Linked DNA regions of Ovis aries: region 1 is linked to region 2. A link is a contact called in public Hi-C data. All regions are on one chromosome and are shown on one strand. Each heading gives the region's core, a stretch centred on a gene start, on an enhancer-like site or on the middle of the called end of the contact. The rest is flanking DNA. Distances are from core to core; before and after follow the strand shown.

Region 1 (7,150 bases), core at 108-2,607, 410 kb before region 2:
GTCCACACATGGAGATAGAGACCCCAGTTTGAATAAAAGTGTTCTTGGGAGACTAGGTAATATCATTTGGCAATGATACAGTGAATAAGGTTTGCTGTTTACCACTCCAGAACTTAGGAGGTCTGCTTCTCAAAGCTCTTCTGAAAACATCCTCTCAAGACCTCCCTCAACCCTTCACTGAGTTTCTGGAGTGTTTACCCAAGATTTACCCATGTGTCTTCACTTAAAGTTGCTAGAAATGTAGGAAAACACACACCATCTTCACACGTGCTCCTGTCTGCCGCCAACAACACAGATGCCCTAATTTCTGTTTTCTTCCCTGATCGGAGAACAGGTGTTGCTCTCAAAGTTTCATTATTATTCTGCTTGTTCTCCTCTGTTTTTGCTTCTCCTCTTCTGTCGAGTGCTATTCAGAGATGTCGTCTCTTACCTTGTAGAAGGAAATCATATCATGGTTGGTCATTAGAAATAAAATGTATGAAGTTAGCATACTTAGAATGAAGCATACCAAATCAGTGAAGTATTCTGAAGGGCCAGATAAGAGAAAAACGTGGAAAAAATGGACTGAGAAAGAAGGTGAGCCAGGAACACAGTGGGCCTTTGATCACGGTTCCATAGAAGCTAGACCACACGTGTAGAAATAGAACCCTATTTCTATGATAGGGGCATTTTAACTGGGGGATTTGGTTGCCTTGTAGATTTATACACTTCAGGATGGCTCAACCCCTTATGTTATTGTACAAGGAAGTTTTAATTTTTTATCTTTCTATATTTCCTAGAACTTTATTCCCAAACCAGAATTTCTAGATCAGAGAACATTATCGATTTTGGTTTTGCTTTGCTTTGTGGATTTTATCTATTAATACATATAAAAAAATGTTACTCATTCTCTTACAGTGTTTTAAGTTTGATACCGAAGAATAACACTGTTTTCAATGCACAGGTTTTATTTGAGTGCTATTTATCAGAAATGAAACACTGGGTGGTAGGGACCATTGGCCTGAGCTAGGTTAAGTGTATCACGGGTCTTTTGTTCTGGTCCTCTGTGTAGTTTTACACAGGAGCATGGGCCTAAGGACAAGAGTAAACACTGCAGTGGATTCACACAGTGAGTTTATATATGTTGGGTTATTTAGAGAAATTTATTTATGTTAGGTGGATGCTGGACACAGATTTTGTTCACTTAAGACATCTGCATGTGTGATGAATGTTGTAAGTTTTGTGTTTTTTTTTTCTTGTTACTATGAATATTATAGAGAAATGGAAGAGGAATCACAGAGTATTTGTCCTAGAATGTTTGGCTGACTTTCACCCAGGTTATTTAAAATGTGAGGACTAAACCGTTTGTCCAGTAGGTGGCACTCTTAGTCCTCGGAGCCCAGAGTTCACAGATGCATGCCTGTTCCTTTGCATTGGTTACAGACCACAACAGAATCCATGCCACGGACGTCTTACATGCTGTTTGGTATCTCACGACACAACCTATTCCAGGCCTCTCAACTGTGATTAATGATCACGGATCAGCAAGCGATTCAGGTACATATTAAGTTCTCTGTGCTTCCCTTGTAAACTATGGGAACGGAAGAGTGGCTTTTTAAATAAGTGAACATAACTGATACCAGTTTACTACTTTCTTCAAAGCTATGTTATTTTCATTGTCTCTTCTCAGATTCTGACAGTGGATTTACACATGGCCATATGGGATATGTATTCTCAAAAATGTATAATGTGCCTGATGATAAATACGGATGTTTGTCTGGAAATATCCCTGCCTTGGAGTTGATGGCCTTGTACGTGGCTGCAGCCATGCATGACTATGATCACCCAGGAAGGACTAACGCTTTTCTGGTTGCAACGAGCGCCCCTCAGGTAAACCTTTTGATTTTGACCAGGAAAGTAATTCAATTTTGAGATTTCTCTGAAGAACATTAATTTTATAAATCTGACTTATAGCAGGCACCAAGCAAATACGAACGAAACTATATTTAGACCTGAGATAAAATTCTTAGAGACCATGCTCATTTTGAAAAGATATGATGGTTTGTTCTAAGTTATTAATGATGGGTCTACATTTATCAACTATGGAGATCCCGTCTCAGTTTTCTTCTGAGGAAGAAAAACTGCTGAATTCATGTTAATGAATTTCCTCAACAAAGAATATCTGACCTGTACAAAACTTTTCTTTCTAAAAAGATTGGAGAACCAAATCTTTTTCAGTTCTTTAAGAATTAGAGGCTTCTTTGGATGTAAATCCAGTTCCTTTGAGATATATTATACCATATCATTTTTATGGCATTTTTGTTGATTAGGAAGAATTAAAGATTGATTTATTTTATTTGAGGTAAATCTTTTACCTGAACATAGTTTTCTCAAAACAGTAACTTTAAAGAAGTTCCTCTGGGCACATGCTTAAATTTCAGTCAAATATCGATCACTGTATTTAGGAATCTCCATCTATATAATTAAACTTTGATTTAATCAAACGGATGGACCCATTTTACTAAAGATCCCATGATCTTATTTTTCTTTCTAGAGGCTCTAGAGACTAATCTGACCCATTACTCTTTTTTGTCATGTTTGCTTTTTGCCTTTTACTCTATTCTCATCTATTTTTATCTGTTTCCACACTCTGTCTTATAGACTAGCCTAGAGCTTTCCTTTAAGTTCAGTTCAGTCGCTCAGTCATGTCCAGCTCTTTGTGACCCCATGAATCACAGCACCCCAGGCCTCCCTGTCTATCACCAACTCCAGTCCTTTAGTTAATTAAAATTAATTTCCTTTAAGTAATTTTCCTTTCATCTGTATACAGTACAAATATCCTGATTTTTTTCTGACTACTTACATTTCTTTCACTGTTTCCTCCATACACTATATATTTTCCCTAAATATAACCAAATCCTTTGGCCAGCACATTTTACCATTCAGTTTTCCTACATTTCCATGTATTTTCATTTACCTCAATATTAATTTTCATGTGCTTGGTCTTTCCTTTTTGTCCTTATACCTTTTTTTCCCTTCCATCATCAATCTGCCACACTAGACTTTAGACATTTTTTTAGGCAACTTTCTTTTGCTTCACAGCTTCCCTCAGCATTATTCAAACAAGTAGATATTTACTATACACTTTCAATTACTAGACAGAGGGTGATATTTCCTATGACTATGAGGTAAGAATAGTTTGAATTAGGGGCTTCTCAGGGATATCATCCCTCTTTATTAGTTACATGTGTTTAATTAAAAGGAAGTCATTCTAATTTTAGATGTGGGGGATAACTGAGTTACCTCTTAGGGATATTAATATATTTTCATATTTTTATGGTTAAACTCCTATGCCTTGCAAAAAGAAGAGTAATCTGAAATAAGCTAAGTCTACGCTCTTCACTTACAAGAATTTGAAATAAAATTTCAAGGAAATGAACTTTATCTTACCAAAAAAAGAAAAAATAACCAAGAAAAGTAAACAGTCAATGTACAGTAATAAGTAATTCTTAACAACCAGCTATCATACAGTTGCGCTTCTATGTTCTATGATAAAAGGTGATTCCAAATGCTTTGCATATTCTTATTTATTTTTGTTTTTAATTTAAAAAGCTGAACTCTTGACTCTCGTCTTTGCCTAGGCGGTGCTCTACAATGATCGCTCAGTCTTGGAGAATCATCATGCGGCTGCTGCATGGAACCTTTTCATGTCCCGGCCAGAATATAACTTCTTAGTTAACCTTGACCATGTGGAATTTAAGCATTTCCGTTTCCTTGTCATTGAAGCAATTCTGGCCACTGACCTGAAGAAACACTTTGACTTTGTTGCCAAATTTAATGCCAAGGTAACTAGATTTGTATCAGTGCTCATTTTCTGGCCACATTGAAAGATGTCATGGAATGAGGGTGTTAAAGAAAACTCATTGCTGCCACCTCATAGATGTCAAATGTGGAAATGAAATGCAATGCAGTGTTAAACCAGAAGCAGTTATTTAGGCATTGGTCCCAACCTGGAAACTGAATATATTGAGGTCCTGTCAGTATATATTATACCTTGTACTGCAGAAGAATAATAGAATTCTAACTATCATTATGATTTTGTTTTAGTTTTTTTTTGCTCTCATCTCTGTGGAATACTAATACCTCATAGTAGTAAAGGTCAAAAACCTGAAGCAGAATTTAATACATCAAACATATAATAAATGCCCAAAAAGTAACTCAAGAAATTTTCTTATTATTTGTAGCTACAGTATTTTAACAGTAATTTATAACACATGCTAGTATTAAATAGCATTTATTTTCAATTCCATAATTATCCATCATTTGTTATTATTTTTTTAGGTGAGCTATTTCACTGCTAATTTATGCAAGCCAAATAACATTATTTGAAACAGCTGAGATGTTTCTCATTACTTGGTATTCCTATCTGCACATGGTAAACAGATCGGAATACAGAGTAACAAGATGATCAGTTTTCTGTAATTTATTTTCCCCTTCAACTTGTGCATTCACTTAAACTTTGTTCTTCAAACAGGTGAATGATGAAGTCGGAATAGATTGGACGAATGAAAATGATCGTCTACTGGTTTGTCAAATGTGTATAAAGTTGGCTGATATCAATGGGCCAGCTAAGAGTAAAGAGCTCCATCTTCAGTGGACAGAGGGTATTGTCAATGAATTTTATGAACAGGTAGCTAATTTAACTATTTTTCTTAATCATATTGAGGCTGCTTATAGATTTCCTAAAGCAGCAATCCCCAACCTATTGGGTACCAGGGACTGGTTTCATGGAAGACCATTTTTCCATGGATGGAGGAGGGGGTTGATTTCAGGATGATTCAAGAACATTACATTTATCGTGCAGTTTATTTCTATTATTATTTCATCTGCTCCACCTCAGATTATCAAGCATTTGATCCTGGAGGTTGGGGACCCCTGCTCTAAAGCTTCCAAAGGCTGTAAAAGTGTGATTATTCATTTTATGTTCATGATACCATGAGAAAAGGCACTGGCCAATTTTAATCAGAGGTTTAAAAAAATGACAAAAATTGAACTAAACTATAAACATAAAACTCTTAAAGTAAAGTTATTAAGTATTTTGATGGAAAAAGGTGTTAAGATAATGGAATGACCTCAGAACATATTAGGAATCCCATTGAAATACTCATCAATTTTATCATAATAGAAGCTAGGCTTAAATTTAAATGGATGAATGTATATCAAGTTAAGTTCATTTACTTTTCTAATAGTTTATAACAGCAGTACATTAAAAAGCTAATAAAAATAGCATTTTATTTGACACATTACCAACAGAACATGAAGGGATCTTCCCCACATGACCTTACCCCAACCTTGAAACCTTGTGTTTGGTGCTGTAAACGTCTCTTGTAAGAGGAATCTTGAGGTAGTGGAGATGGGTAAATGTCAGGCATGAGTAGTGACCTAAAAGGCCAGGGAAGAAGTACAAATATGTACCCTAAGGAAAAACAGAAGTAATAACTCTCTTTAGATACTTAAAAGACTGACATGCAAATTTAGGATTAGGTTTATCATGATGTTGTATAGCTTAAAGAAGATAAATTATATAAGATACCACAGGATTTGCTTTATTTAAAAAAAAAAAAAAAACTCCCCTTAAAATAGACATGACTATAGCCAGTCTATAGAAGTTATAAGGAGACAGATTTTAGGTCAATGTCAAAAAGAAATTTGTATTCCCAAAGTCATCCAGAAATAAGATGAGGCCCCTTGGTAAGTAATAAATCACCTTTCACCAAACATATTTAAAGAATTTTTTGAGTATTATAGATAGGACTCATAAAAAAAGTTTATACTTTCTAGAAAAGATTGTGTTTTCTTGAAACTAATTGATACTCAGTCCTGAAATATTGACTATATATAAAATGTAAAGAAAAGCAACTTGTGATAATTCCATTACATATACAGGTATTTTGGTATAATTATTTCATTTATGTTGTTAGGTAATTTTGGGCTTTCAATCTAATTTTTTCTTTAGAAAGATGAATTCATTCAAAATAAAAACACATATACAGTAGTACTATTAAACATAGAAAAATAAGAATATCAGAAGCTATATGATCACAGAAGACATAATTCAACCCAAAGCTGGGATAAAGTACCAATTTTAATTGAAGAATAAGTTATTTTAAACTTTCTAGCAGACAAGACAAAAAAAGGCAAACATGATAGATTATCCGGTGGATATTTATGTCCAGCATTGCCTTTTAAGATGTCTTTATATTCTAACTTACACTCTGATAAAAGGAACAGTGACTAGTGTAATGGCAGAGATCATCTACTGAGACATATACCATTTCTGGTAGTTCCCCTGATCGAAAGCTAAACCCTCAAGATTACCAAAGGATAAGTAGCAACAAAGCAGTCCTATAGGAATCTTAGTAATTTGGGTAAAATCTTTTAGCAGTCAAGTACAGAGAGAGTTCACACATCAATGCCCAGATTCTTGCATATTTGCACATTTTAGATGCCTAGAGAATGGTGACTTAATTTGTATTTTACCCTTTCCTTGTCGTTTGCCTTTCTAGTTAACCGTGTTGCTACATTCCTGTTTCTAGGGTGATGAAGAGGCCAGCCTTGGGTTACCAATAAGCCCCTTCATGGACCGTTCTGCTCCTCAGTTGGCCAACCTTCAGGAATCCTTCATCTCACACATCGTGGGTCCTCTGTGCAACTCCTACGATTCAGCAGGACTAATGCCAGGGAAATGGGTGGAAGACGGTGATGAGTCAGGAGACACGGATGACCCAGAAGAGGAGGAGGAGGAAGCACCAAATGAAGAGGAAACCTGTGAAAATAATGAATCTCCAAGTAAGTCATAAAATCTTTCTCGAATGGGTTTCTCCTAGGATTGTTTTCTTACATAGGTTCTGATAAAGTTGAGCTTCTCATGAGTTACCTAGTTAAGTCCACACATCGTCTACTGAATTGATTATGGATACTCCCTGCTTCCCAAATATCATCATCATCATAGAAATTACAGATTATGGAATCTATTATAATATCATGTTCATACAAAGGTATGTTCTCTGTCATGAATTTTTAAAAAATAAGTAATCAAAGTCTATTTTTCAGAGTATTTAGCAGTGAAAGGAATCTCAGGTACCATCTAGACCAACAGAGGCTTTTACTG
Region 2 (6,362 bases), core at 560-3,059:
AATTGATGCTTTTAAACTGTGGTGTTGGAGAAGACTCTTGAGAGTCCCTTGGACTGCAAGGAGATCCAACCAGTCCATTCTGAAGGAGATCAGCCCTGGGATTTCTTTTGGAAGGAGTGATGCTAAAGCTGAAACTCCAGTACTTTGGCCACCTCATGCGAAGAGTTGACTCATTGGAAAAGACTCTGATGCTGGGAGGGATTGGGGGCAAGAGGAGAAGGGGACGACAGAGGATGAGATGGCTGGATGGCATCACTGACTTGATGGACGTGAATCTGAGTGAACTCCAGGAGCTGGTGATGGACAGGGAGGCCTGGCGTGCTGCAGTTCATGGGGTTGCAAAGAATCAGACACAACTGAGTGACTGAACTGAACTGAACTGAACTTACACTTACTATTTACTGAAAACTTGGGAAGAATGTTATTTTGCCAACATGATGACCAACTCTATGTGCAAGCATGCTAAGTGGCTTTAGTCTGCCACCCAGTGGACTGTAGCCCACCAGTCTTCTCTCCATAGGATTCTCCAGGCAAGAATACTGGAGTGGGTTGCCCTGTTCTCCTCCAGGGGATCTTCCCAGTCTCTTTTGTCTCCTGAATTGGCAGGTAGATTCTCTAGCACTAGCGCCATCTGGGAAGCCCAAAGAAGCTTTCTGCTGCTGCTGCTAAGTCGCTTCAGTCGTGTCCGACTCTGTGCGACCCCATAGACGGCAGCCCGCCAGGCTCCCCCGTCCCTGGGGTTCTCCAGGCAAGAACACTGGAGTGGGTTGCCATTTCCTTCTCCAATGCATGAAAGTGAAAAGTGAAAGTGAAGTTGCTCAGTCGTGTCCGACCCTCAGCGACCCGTTGGACTGCAGCCTTCCAGGTTCCTCTGTCCATGGGATTTTTCAGGCAAGAGTACTGGAGTGGGGTGCCATTGCCTTCTATGCTAGAGGAAATCTTTTCTGAGGTCAAAATTGTAAATGGAAATGACAGTTTCTCAAAGAACAATTCAGTAGTGTTGTTTTTGTCTTGATCAACGTGTGTATGAAGAATGTGATTCCAAAGTACACAATCTTAGCTTGCTAGGGAAAGGGTAGGGAAGCACTGTATTCCCTCTACCAGGAAGAGTTTAAGAACTGAAAAGTGAAAGTGAAGTCGCTCAGTCGTGTCCGACTCTTTGTGACCCGGTGGATTGTAGCCCACCAAGCTCCTCCGTCCATGGGATTCTCCAGGCAAGAATACTGGTGTGGGTTGCCATTTCCTTCTCCAGGGGATCTTCCCTGATCTTCCCGATCCAGGGATCAAACCCAGGTCTCCCGCATTGCAGGCAGACGCTTTAACCTCTGAGCCACCAGGGAAGCCCACTTAAGAACTGAGGGTATACTTAACTTCTGGGGGGAAGGAACAGTGAGAACTTCAGAGCAGTTCATTTATTCGAAGAACCCTCTGACCTGCAAGAACACTAGTCTATAGACAATAGGTCAAGAGATGGGTTCTCTTGACAACCCATCTACTTTACTGTGGTTTTTGTTTTATCTTTATAAAATCTACACATAAATGCTACATTCAGCTGTGGTGACAGGAAGGCAAAGCCCTGCAATCGATGAGCTGCGTTTTGGCTTGGGCAAGAAACCACAGCCGATACGCGAAGAGACTAAATATGAGCTCTCCGGGCACCCGTAGCTCGACTTTTCAAAAAGTGCGAAAAAGCTAAGTGTGAATTCCCAGGCATCCGTAGCTCGGCTTCTTAAGAGCGCGGAGGGACTAAGTGTGAGTTCCTAGGCACCCGTAGCTCGAATTCTCAGGAGCATGCGCCGAAAGTGGGCGTCCTGAGCCGGTCCCTTTCCGGGAGGGCAAACATTTCCGGCTTCCCATTGTAGTTCTCAAACCACTAAGAGCATGGAGGGTCCGTGCTCGCCCCCGACGGCGGGGAAGTTCGTGGTGGTCGGCGGTGGCATCGCGGGTGTTACCTGTGCGGAGCAGGTAAGGCGGGCGCGCAAGCAATTTCGTCTCCCCGAGACCCCGGAGGCGCTGGCGCTCGAGGCTCCCTCCTGCCCCCTTTCCCTAGTGTTTCTTCCGGTTGCTTTCACTGTTTCCCTTTTCCCTACCCACCACTTCCGTTTCCTAGGTATTAGAGACTCTGTCTTGGCTCTCAGAGGATGTCCTTAGTACCCGGCAGGCTTCGGCTCCGGTGCAGGGACGAGGAATGGCGAGCAAGTCATTAGGGGAAACCCAAAGCCGACTGAACCTGGCTGTGGTCCTGGTGATGCCAGAGCAGATGCGAGGAGAAGAGGGATGGGTTACGACTAGGAAGTACTTGGCCAGAGAATTCCCCCTTCTTTCTTAATGACGTGATTGAATCCAGCTTCTTCATAGGTGTCCACGTCCTCAGTGCATCGTAACCAGATTATAAAGAGTCCTTACGTAAGTTTTGTATACTTTGGACTCCCAAGATAGAAGAGATGTCATCTCCAGTAATATCTTGTAAAACAGCCGACAAGGGCTTAAGTGAAGCGAGGTGATGCTTTTTTGATTTATAGTACACAATCAGACAACATACACACGTATGGAATTTTTACATGTATTTTACATGAATACATGTATTCCAAAAGGGTCTAGGTTATTGTGTTGGTAAAAAGTAAATATAAGCAATCGTTGAAGTCATGAGAAATTAAGTTTTTTTCCTTAACTTTTAGCCTTTGGATGTGTGTGAAAGTGAAGTCGTTCAGTCGTGAATGACTCTTTGCGACCCTGTGGACTGTAGCCCACCAGGCTCCTCTGTCCGTGGGATTCTCCAGGCAAGAATACTGGAGTGGGTTGCCATTTCCTTCTCCAGAAGAACCTTCCCGACCCAGGGATCGAACCCAGGTCTCCCGCATTGCCGGCAGACGCTTTAACCTCTGAGCCACCAGGGATGTGTGTAGATTTCATTTATTCATCAAGTAAACACCTATAATCCAGATACTGTACTAAGGACTGATTAGACTGGTACTAACAGAACATGGTGCCTCCTTTTTGGAGACTCAAAGCCTAGTGAGTAATGTAAATAAATAAGTAAATCATTTCATCAGTGTGTTCACTACCTTAGGGGTGCCTGTGGAGTTAGTAAGCAGTGAATTAGGGAAGAAGTGTCCTTTCTCACAGGAAATATCCCTTTGTCTTAGTACAGTCATATCTGATTTTATTGCCCTTTGATTTATTGTACTTCACATAAATAACTTGTTTACAAATTGAAGGTCTTCAGCAGGCCTGTGAAGCAAGCCTTATTGGCACCCTTTTCCAACAGCATTTGCTCATTCGTGTCTCTCTGTCTTATTTTGGTAACTACCACAAAATTTCAAACTTCTAAATTATTACTCTATTTTTTATGGTACTCTTTGATCAGTGATTTTTTTATGTTACTGTTGCAAAAAAGATTGCAAAAAGATTAACACTCACTGAAGGCTCAGCCGATGGTTAGCATTTTTATCAATAAAGTGTTTTTTAATTAAGGCATGTACATTTTTTACAGCACTTTCAGAACACATTTTTATGCACACTTAGTACTGAAAACAGTGTGTAGTATAAGCACAGCTTTTATATGCGCTAGGAAACCAAAATTCTCATGTGATTCACTTTATTGCTGTCTTCACTTCATTGCAGTGGTCGGGAACCAAGCCCGCAGTATCCCTTATGCCTGTATAGAGGAATGAGTAAGAGCTTACCAGGCAGACAAGAAAAAACAGATATTCCAAGGGGAGGTAGCAATGTAATCTCAGGTGAAAAAGCATAGAACCATCTGGAAGCAGCAAAACTTAAAGTATATGGAGCTTGGGGAAGGTGACCAGAAATGAAGCCAGGAAGACTGGCAGGAACTTGATCATAAAGGATCTTTTAAGTCATGCTAAGAATTTAACAAAAACTTACAAGTAGTCAAATGATCGTGACCAGTGGAGTACCATGATCAAATGAAAAATTTTGAAAGATTATTAATTACAGTGTGTTTGGAGCAGAGGAAGCTGGTCAGTATGAGACTGGAAGGCCAACTTGGAGGGGATATTAGTAGTATGATAATAGAAACAGAAAGTGAGGAAATGAATTACAGAATATACATAGGAAAGGAGAGATTGATAATGTCAGACGTTATAAAAAATTTAAGTAAGGTGGTACAAAAAAGAATAATGGATGTGTAGGTGAATGAACATGCTCAGTTGGTGGTGTTTTTTTTTTTTTAAGGTTTTTACAATAACATTTATTTCTTAAAAGTTAATGTGCATAACAGGAAACCAAAAAGCACAAGCGAAAAACAAAGTCTTTCCTAATCACAAGCAGAGACAGATGAAGATAGATGGAGTTACAGAGCTGCAGGGGTTAAGAAAATCCTTTCAGAAAGTTTAAAGTGAGAAAGAAAGAGTTTGTAGCTAAGGAAGATGATGAAACATTGGCAGATTAAACCTCCGGATTTGATAAGACTCTCAGAGTCTATACTGGTTGGGCATTTGGAAGAGTAGGCATGCCAGAGCACTTGGGAAAGTTGCTAAAGTTTTAAGTGTTTTATTGGAAGCTTGCTGTGATTTTATTCTACTTAAGACAAATGAAGTTATTTTGCAATGAAGAGAAGTCGGTTTAACTGTTAATTAGGAAGGTAGTTCCTTCTCATCCTTTTCATGGTAATTGTTAGAGTGTAGTATAAATGTATGTTTCATTTTAATCAATATCGGAGTTGAACGCTTCTCACCACTACTCCATAAATATAGCCAAGACCCAGGATAATGGAGACCTTTAAAGGGAGAACAGTGAGTTTTTAGTTTCCTGAGTTAATAACATTAAAATTGCATTATCTGTCTCACCTGTCTATGTACTAATACTTATTTATCATAATTTTCCTTTCTTTTTTTTTAATAAGCTGGCAATTAATTTTCCATCAGAAGATATTCTCCTGATAACAGCTTCTCCTGTTATTAAAGCAGTTACAAATTTCAAGCAGGTAAGAACCATTCTATAACTTTCTTGGTGTTAATTTTCAAAAACTGCAATAACTCACATAGCAGTTAGTGTAATTGTAGTATTTTAATTGTGTAACAAATGCACTTTTGGTACTCATTTTCAAATCATAGCTCAAAAGTTTAGAGTTGTTCACATGAAATACCAAAAGCCCCTGGAATGTATGAAATTTCTGGTTGTCTCTCTCCTTTTCCTCCCCACTCAGAAGTATGTTTCAGAAAGTTTCTCTTTCGAGGAAGGATGTTATGCACATCTACATATGAATGCAAACATACATGTATATCTCTATTATAAGTGTGTGTGTATGTACAGGTCAGAAGAACACTACCTCTGAGCCGAGCTTACACTTGCAGATAATTGATGCTTCAGATATGTAGTAAGCATCTTAGAGCACTTTGTAGCTCCATGAATTTATTTACACGCAACATCGCAAGAGCAGTCTAAAGAGCACCTGGGCCATAGCATCATGGGAAAGGAGGCTCCAGACAGTTTTGATCTTGCACCTCACCTGTTAAAACCTTTGGCACTCATATCTTAATATTATATTTATAAACTACATACATGTACTGCGGTGCTATAGTTCTGAATATTATAGGGCCTGTGCAAAAAATAAATGAATAAAAGGTGAAAAACATCAATCTTTTCTTCCCATACTACAATGAAGACTACTCACTTAGTCTTTGATTCAGTACAAGTTTTCCCTTATAACACTCTGATGATGGAATATATTTTTTTTTCCTTTTGGCATTTTGTATAGATTTAATCTTGAAATAAAAGTTAAAGATTTGATCTTAGGGAGAAAAAGCAATCTACCCATCTCCCACAAACACACTTTTCCAATCTTGAAGTGTGTTTTCTAAAAGTGTCTGTCAGGGAAGGGATCAGTATACAGTTAACCTACCCCATTTTCATACATAAATCCCTAAGATTTACATAAACTCCTAAGACCGAGGGTAATTTAGTGCCATATGTTGCACTTTATAACCTGCCTACAGAAAGGTAAGATATCTTGGTACTTAGGTATAGCCAAAAGAACTATGTGTGGGATTGGGGGAACCAGAGAACAGATTAAACAGGCTTTTAATTTCTAAAAGAAAAAAGCATAAATTCAATTATAGGCTGTGAGTACATTCTCAGAGAGAGATGTATATCTGAGTCTTCCAAGTACAAGTGTTGTACAGTAGAAAGAGAAAACTTGGGTTCTAGGCCCAGCGATTATTTACTTGCTGTGTAGCCTTGACAAATCTCTGTACCTGAGTTATATCATTAGGGTAATATCTTCCTTGCTTACTCAACAGGGTTGTGAGCTTAAGATGTACTAATATATGTGAAAGTGCATTGAAATAGCAAATGTCTTTTTTTTTTTTTTTAGTGTATAGAAGTTAGAAATTGCATTT

Evidence for each region. A called contact is a pair of places that touch in the nucleus more often than the background predicts.
Region 1: a Hi-C map of hypothalamus shows a contact between it and region 2, with 6 times the contacts expected there. The contact joins the enhancer-like site here to the promoter of PYROXD1 in region 2. A contact is called at or near these places in 2 of 16 Hi-C or Micro-C datasets (hypothalamus and tail adipose tissue).

Annotation. Positions count from the first base shown.
Region 1 is chr3:194,736,063-194,743,212 of ARS-UI_Ramb_v3.0, reverse strand. It overlaps PDE3A (phosphodiesterase 3A), which reads left to right. Exons shown (of 16, transcript XM_004007550.6): 11 at 1,423-1,536; 12 at 1,670-1,869; 13 at 3,621-3,824; 14 at 4,514-4,669; 15 at 6,576-6,828. Among named protein-coding and RNA genes, the nearest start is that of SLCO1C1, 54 kb to the right of the region's middle. Within about 2 kb of position 1,357, at least 9 of the 54 cell types and tissues checked have an H3K27ac peak or open chromatin away from gene starts, as enhancers often do. A contact at or near this core is called in hypothalamus, where this site is marked.
Region 2 is chr3:194,329,875-194,336,236 of ARS-UI_Ramb_v3.0, reverse strand. It overlaps PYROXD1 (pyridine nucleotide-disulphide oxidoreductase domain 1), which reads left to right and starts at 1,809. Exons shown (of 12, transcript XM_060413328.1): 1 at 1,809-4,757; 2 at 4,868-4,948. The coding sequence starts at 4,734.